2 separate regions of the Zea mays genome follow, and region 2 is linked to region 1. The links are chromatin contacts, called in public Hi-C maps. All regions are on one chromosome and are shown on one strand. The core of a region is the stretch at or near the end of the contact, and the rest is flanking DNA. Distances in the headings are between cores, read along the strand shown. Region 1 holds the start of LOC100191437 (Cation/H(+) antiporter 19). Region 2 holds the start of LOC100194384.

Region 1 (3,192 bases), core at 51-2,550:
ACAAAGTTGATTGAAGTCTTGTCAATTTTTTTATCACAGCCTCCACATATAGATCATGACATATCAACATGTTTCATAATTTTCTGACTTTATTTGCTTTTTATACAATTTAAAAACAATTGGACCGTAAGTTCTTGGTCATGTTTTATGAACATGATATTCGAAATTTCTAATGTGTTCCTAGAAACGTCCTCAACGTATACTTAATAACATGAATATCATTTTTATTTATTTTTTCCATTATTCGGATGACTTACAATTCAAATTTGAATTTTTGAAGAAATTTAATTAAATAAAAATTTACTAAATATATCAAACACTTCTAGAAATATGCCAAAATTAAATATGTTGTTCCAAGTACTATGCGAACACAGTACAAAAAGATTGGGAGTAAAAAGAAAAAAATAAGTACACTTTGGCGAGTGTATAAAAAAGACACTCGACAAATGTTTCTTTATTGGTGCGCCACCATAGCGCTGGCTGACTGCCCAATTCATGAATTTCTTCACTATTTCTTTTGGACTTCTTTTCTTCTTGAGTCTTGGACTTCTATACATCTTTTATGTCTTTTTTTGAGGTGTTGCATTCTCAGTGTCTCAGTCCAATCCTCTTCGCATCCTATGAACTATAAAAACAAACACTAGCAAACACATTAGTCTACAAGGTTATGTTGATCGTCAAACACCAAATCACTTAGCCAAATGACTCGGGGTCCATTTTCCTTACAGCCGAGTGCTTAACACTAGACAAAAAAATTGTCGAGTGTCTACGTATGCGAGTGCCTCATACTTGACATACCGATGTGTTATAGCACTCGACAAACGCTATCTTTGCTGAAGAAAAACCAGATGCTTTTACATAGTAAACCATTGAGTATAAGTGGTTAACTATAGGAGTGTGGCACTACTTTTATGGTGTGTTTGGTTTGTGGAGTCACTCTATGCTTTATGAGGTGATGCATCATAAGTTTATTCCATCAATTTTGGTGGAATCAACACACTCCTCATGTATATACTAATTATTAGCTTATGAGGAATGGGGTGGTGATGGATGAACTCATTCTATTACACAAACCAAATAAAAAAGTGAGGAGTGAGAAGAAGATAAATCACTTCATTTCTCAAACAAACACTATTAATGAATCATTCAAGATAAATCTACCTTTATCGTATTTATATCTCAAAACATTATAAGTTTGAACGGATTTAATTTTGGTCAGGTCATTTCATCCCCTTGTTACTATCGTTTACATGAATGCCTAAAAATACTAAGCTAGTTTGCAAGAAATAGGTACGTGCATGCAGAGAGCGCCACGAGCCCACGAGTCTACCTCCCCTCTTTAGCCTAAGCCTCCTATCCATCGCCCCTTCCCCCTTGGTCGTAGGCTAACACGGGTGGGGGAGGGAAACGAGACGAAGGGGAGGGAGGGCGACTCGCACTTTAGGACGGCAATGGACAACGCGACAGCGGAGGCCTTGAAGCCCATGAAGGCAACGTCGGACGGCGTGTTCCAGGGAGAGAACCCGCTACACTCGGCACTCCCGCTCGCCATCCTGCAAATTTGCATTGTCGTCGTGCTCACCCGCGTGCTCGCCTTCATCCTCCGCCCGCTGCGGCAACCGCGCGTCATCGCGGAGATCATCGTGAGTGCTTCGCTAGGTTGATTTCAATCTGCATTTGTAAATAATTAATTAATATTCTATAATAATGAATAATGATCAGGGCGGGATTCTTCTTGGTCCGTCGGCGGTGGGCCGCAGCACCGCCTTCCTGAACACCGTGTTCCCGAAGCAGAGCCTAACCGTTCTTGATACCATCGCCAACATTGGCCTCCTCTACTTCCTCTTCCTGGTGGGCCTCGAGCTGGACCTCCGCGCCATACGACACACTGGGAGCACGGCCCTCGTCATCGCGGTCGCCGGCATTTCCCTTCCTTTCATCATGGGCATCGGCACCTCCTTTGTCCTCCAGCACACCGTCGCCCGCGGCGTGCCCACGGCTCCGTTCCTCGTCTTCATGGGTGTCGCGCTCTCCATCACGGCGTTCCCGGTGCTGGCACGCATTCTCGCCGAGCTCAAGCTGCTCACCACCGACCTCGGGCGCATGGCCATGTCAGCTGCCGCCGTGAACGACGTCGTTGCGTGGATACTTCTGGCCCTGGCCATCGCTTTGTCAGGCACCGGTTCCCCTCTTGTCTCGTTATGGGTGCTGCTAGCGGGAACTGGCTTTGTCCTCGCGGCGTTCTTGTTGCTCCGCCCGGGCCTCACCTGGATGGCACGGCGATCCCCTGAAGGCGAGCCAGTGAAGGAGCTCTACATATGCGCGACTCTGGCCATCGTGCTTGCCGCCGGATTCGCCACCGATGCCATTGGCATCCACGCGCTCTTTGGAGCGTTCATTGTCGGCATCATCGTCCCTAAGGACGGGCCGTTCGCCGGGGTTCTCCTGGAGAAGGTGGAGGACCTCATATCTGGCCTGTTCCTGCCGCTCTACTTCGTGTCCAGCGGCCTCAAGACGAACGTAATGACCATAAAGGGCGGTGACTCGTGGGCCCTCCTAGTCCTCGTCGTTGCCACCGCGTGCATAGGCAAGATCGGCGGCACGGTGATCGCGTCGCTCATCGTCCGGGTGCCGTTCCGCGAGGCCCTCACGCTCGGGTTCCTGATGAATACCAAGGGGCTCGTGGAGCTCATCGTCCTCAACATCGGCAAGGACCGGCATGTCCTTAACGACGAGACTTTCGCCATCCTCGTGCTCATGGCGCTCATCACAACCTTCATCACGACGCCGGTGGTCATGACAATCTACAAGCCAGCGCGGCGGGGGGCGCCGTACAAGAACCGCACCGTCCAGCGCGCGAACCCGCACGACGAGTTCCGCATGATGGCCTGCTTCCACAGCACGCGAAACATCCCCACCATCATCAACCTGATGGAGTCCTCGCGCGGCACGCGGAAGCGTGGCATCACCGTCTACGCCATGCACCTCGTGGAGCTCTCCGAGAGATCGTCCGCCATCTGCATGGTCCACAAAGCTCGTCGCAACGGCATGCCGTTCTGGAACAGGCGGCGCAACGGCGACGGCGGCGGCGACCAGCTCGTTGTCGCCTTCGAGACGTACCAGCAGCTGAGCCGCGTGTCTATCCGGGCCATGACGGCCATCTCCGACCTGGAAACGATCCACGAGGACGTC
Region 2 (3,233 bases), core at 204-2,703, 260 kb before region 1:
ATTAACAATTATGTTGCCTTGTTCTTGATTCACAGCATTTGAGAACAAGTGAACAACAGACGCTTTTACGTAAAACTTGTTATTTTTTGACGAAATTAGTGACTCAGATACCTTCGGCCACGACTAGAGATGGCAATGGGTAAATACCCACCGGGTATTACTACCTCATACTCATACCCACGACGCAAAAATAATCCCACCGGGTCACCCATATACACTGGCGGGTATGGATTTACCCCCATACCCATACTCATGTGGGTATGGGTCATCCATTGGGTCACCCGTACCCACAAAAATTAAACTACTATCAAAATATTATACTATACAAATTTCAAGTATATCTATATAAATACCGCTACAAAATTTTCTAGCATCATTTAATCATCCATTCAACACACCAAAGATAATTAGATAAAGTAATAACACTATGATAGTACTACATAGCACATTACATGTTCCATTACATGGTCATTAAATTGTTGTTAAATAATAAAAAGTTGGATGACTAAAATCCAAGTTCATGCTTGGGCAAAGTTTATATTGGGTATTTTATACCCACGGGTTAACGGGTATGGGTGAAGGCGGAACGTTCTAATACCCGTTTACCCATTGGGTGAAGATTTTTGCCCAATAACAGACCTACAGGTAGAATATTTAGCCCACATACATACCCTAATGGAGTAAATACCCATCGGGTATCGGATCGCGGGTACCATTGCCATCTCTAGCCACGACACCGCTTTAATTTTTTTTTCTTTTGTGGATAGGATGCTTGCATCTAAGCCCTCACATGTCATACTGTGTTGTACTATACCATAAAATATGACCTTTGTGCCGTTGCAATCTACTGTCATTGTACTAATAGCCTAGTACAAAGTGGTGCTAGGAATGTATTTATGGAAAACATTTTGAATCGACGATACAAACCAAACGACCTAATTAGGTTCGGATACTAGAACGGATGAATTTAGATATGGTTAACCTGTAAACCAAATAGACCGTATTTATTGATAAAAAATAGAATAAAACCTTGCAGAAGTTTAATATTTTTTTATTTCATACGATATTACAGTTTTGAAATAACACTATAAAACTTTTTAAGGAACTATTTTCTCAAGGAGGCAAGACCCAAACCGGAAATGCCGGGGGAAAAAAAAGAAGCAGAGGGCAGAGTGCGCTGGTACGCATTGTCGCCTTGCCGGTTGGTTGGTCAAAAGGATTGACGGACAGACCGGCCTCCCTTTTACAGTCTGTCTCTTCAAGTAGCGGAGGCACGAGCAATGGAGAAAGGCTTGAAAAAGGAGGGCGCCGCTGCCATTAAAGGCTCTCAAGGGACCGCGCTTGGGAGTGGGAGCGGGAGCAGTTGCAGCTGCAACGGTCACTTTGCTGGCTGCTGGGCCGGTCGGTTCCTTTGCCCACCAGCTCAGCTCACTCAATTCAACACTCTTCGAGCTTGCTTGCCCATCTCCCCAAACATCCGCCGCGCTTCAATACTTACAACGACTCAACGAGATCGCAGCTTCCATGGCCTTCTTTTCCGAATCCCAGACTCCTTTCACAAAACAGAAACAAAAATAAAATAAATCCCAGACTCCCAGAGACAGACAGACACAAGAGTTGGTGGCGTGGTTCCTTGTTTCTACCTCCCTGGGCTCCGTTTCTTTCCCTGCGAAGCTGGCTGGCTCGGCACGGCACTGCACAGAGCATACCGGCGGTAACTGAGAGGCCCTGCGGCGATGGGGAAGAAGCGAGCGGCGGCCGTGAGTGCTCCGTTCCCCGCGCCCGCCTCCGAGCCCGAGTCGGACCACTTCAGCGACTACGGCTTCGACCCGCAGCTCCTCCACTTCCCCTCCCAGGTCCATCTCTAGTTCTCAACACTACACTACTGCTCTACATGATTGCATCGACCTCTTCCAAAAGGAACAAAGATCCAATCATGCCTGCTGCATGCTGGACGCTGGTTACGTTCTTGCATCTTGTTGACGTGCGGTGTGGTTCCTCTGTTCCCCTCAGCCTGAGGCGAAGCGACCGTGGGGCAGGCGCCAGCGCCACCAGCAGCCTGCGCAGTTGAAGCCCCTGGACTCCGCGCGGTTCAAGCTACAGAAGCCCATCGCCAAGAAGCACCACCGCCAGCAGAAACAGCAGCAGCGCCGCCGGTGGTGGAGCTCCGCCGCCTCTGCCGCGCTCCATCTCTTCAGGAAGCGCCCCTCATCAACCAGACCCGCCGCAGGAGCTCCACCTCCCCAGTACGGGTCGCCCGCGTCGCCAACCGTGCCTATGTACCTCACCGACTGCGATGCTGGCGGGGACGACGGCGGCGGCGCGTCCGCGTGCACGTGCTGGGCACCGGCCGTGCGGTCCGGCCGCCTGGCCGCCGCCGAGCTTGGCGCCGCGGCAGTGGCGGTTCCCTACGTCAGCCTCAGGTCCACTAGCCTTGGCACTGGAGGCGCTCCGGTGATGCCCATCTACCTCGTCACCTGAAGCTAGCTACCTCAGGCCGACGCGGGTTTCTTCTTCAGAAGCTTGGACCACAAGACGTCAGTAAATTAAACCCTGTCCAAGCGCCTGGACTAGTCGGTCAAATATCAACTGCTTGCTTCTATAATTGTTCCTGGTTTTCTTCTCCCGTCTGTGGGGTATTTTCCAGATGTAGTTGCAGCAGCTGCGTTTTTCTTTCAAATTCGTTGCTCCAAGAAGGTTGCCGGCTCCTATATGGAAGTTCTGACTTCTTCAGTTTTGCGTTGAACTTTAGATTAAGAGACGATAGATTCTAGTATTAGAGCAACTTCAAAACAATGCTAAGAAGTTTCCAACAAAAAAAATTATTGAGGGCAGACTAAAAATTTTAAGAGTAAGATCATGTTTGTAAGCAACCCAGTTTTTAAGAAATTAGTTTTTATCTTTTAGCTAGAAGATGTCAGCTTCTTAGTTTTTAAGAAACTGATAATCCAATTTTTATAAACTAAGGTATGATATGTTTAGAACCACATCAATTTCTATAAACTAGCATCTAGATGCTTCCAAATATGTCCTAAATTATTATGTATATACTCCAACAACCCTCTTAAATAAAAACTGAAAAACAGAAAACTAGACTCAAAATTTTTAAAAAACACACCCTTCAAACAGCCCACTTTGCACATGTGTATGGGCTTTGGAAAAAGGGCCTTTATATGGGCAGCCCACTTTGCACCTACGTAATCTGTGTTCTCTTAAAATACTGCGGCACTCTT

Evidence for each region. Hi-C and Micro-C count contacts between places; a contact is called where the count stands out from the background.
Region 2: a Hi-C map of tassel shows a contact between it and region 1, with 3 times the contacts expected there. The contact joins the promoter of LOC100194384 here to the promoter of LOC100191437 in region 1. A contact is called at or near these places in 4 of 25 Hi-C or Micro-C datasets (ear, leaf and tassel).

What each region holds. Positions count from the first base shown.
Region 1 is chr8:87,511,909-87,515,100 of Zm-B73-REFERENCE-NAM-5.0, reverse strand. It overlaps LOC100191437 (Cation/H(+) antiporter 19), which reads left to right and starts at 1,300. Exons shown (of 2, transcript XM_008656014.3): 1 at 1,300-1,643; 2 at 1,723-3,192. The coding sequence starts at 1,452.
Region 2 is chr8:87,776,095-87,779,327 of Zm-B73-REFERENCE-NAM-5.0, reverse strand. LOC100194384 reads left to right here and starts at 1,453. Exons shown (of 2, transcript NM_001139416.1): 1 at 1,453-1,856; 2 at 2,014-2,732. The coding sequence starts at 1,737. The coding sequence ends at 2,481.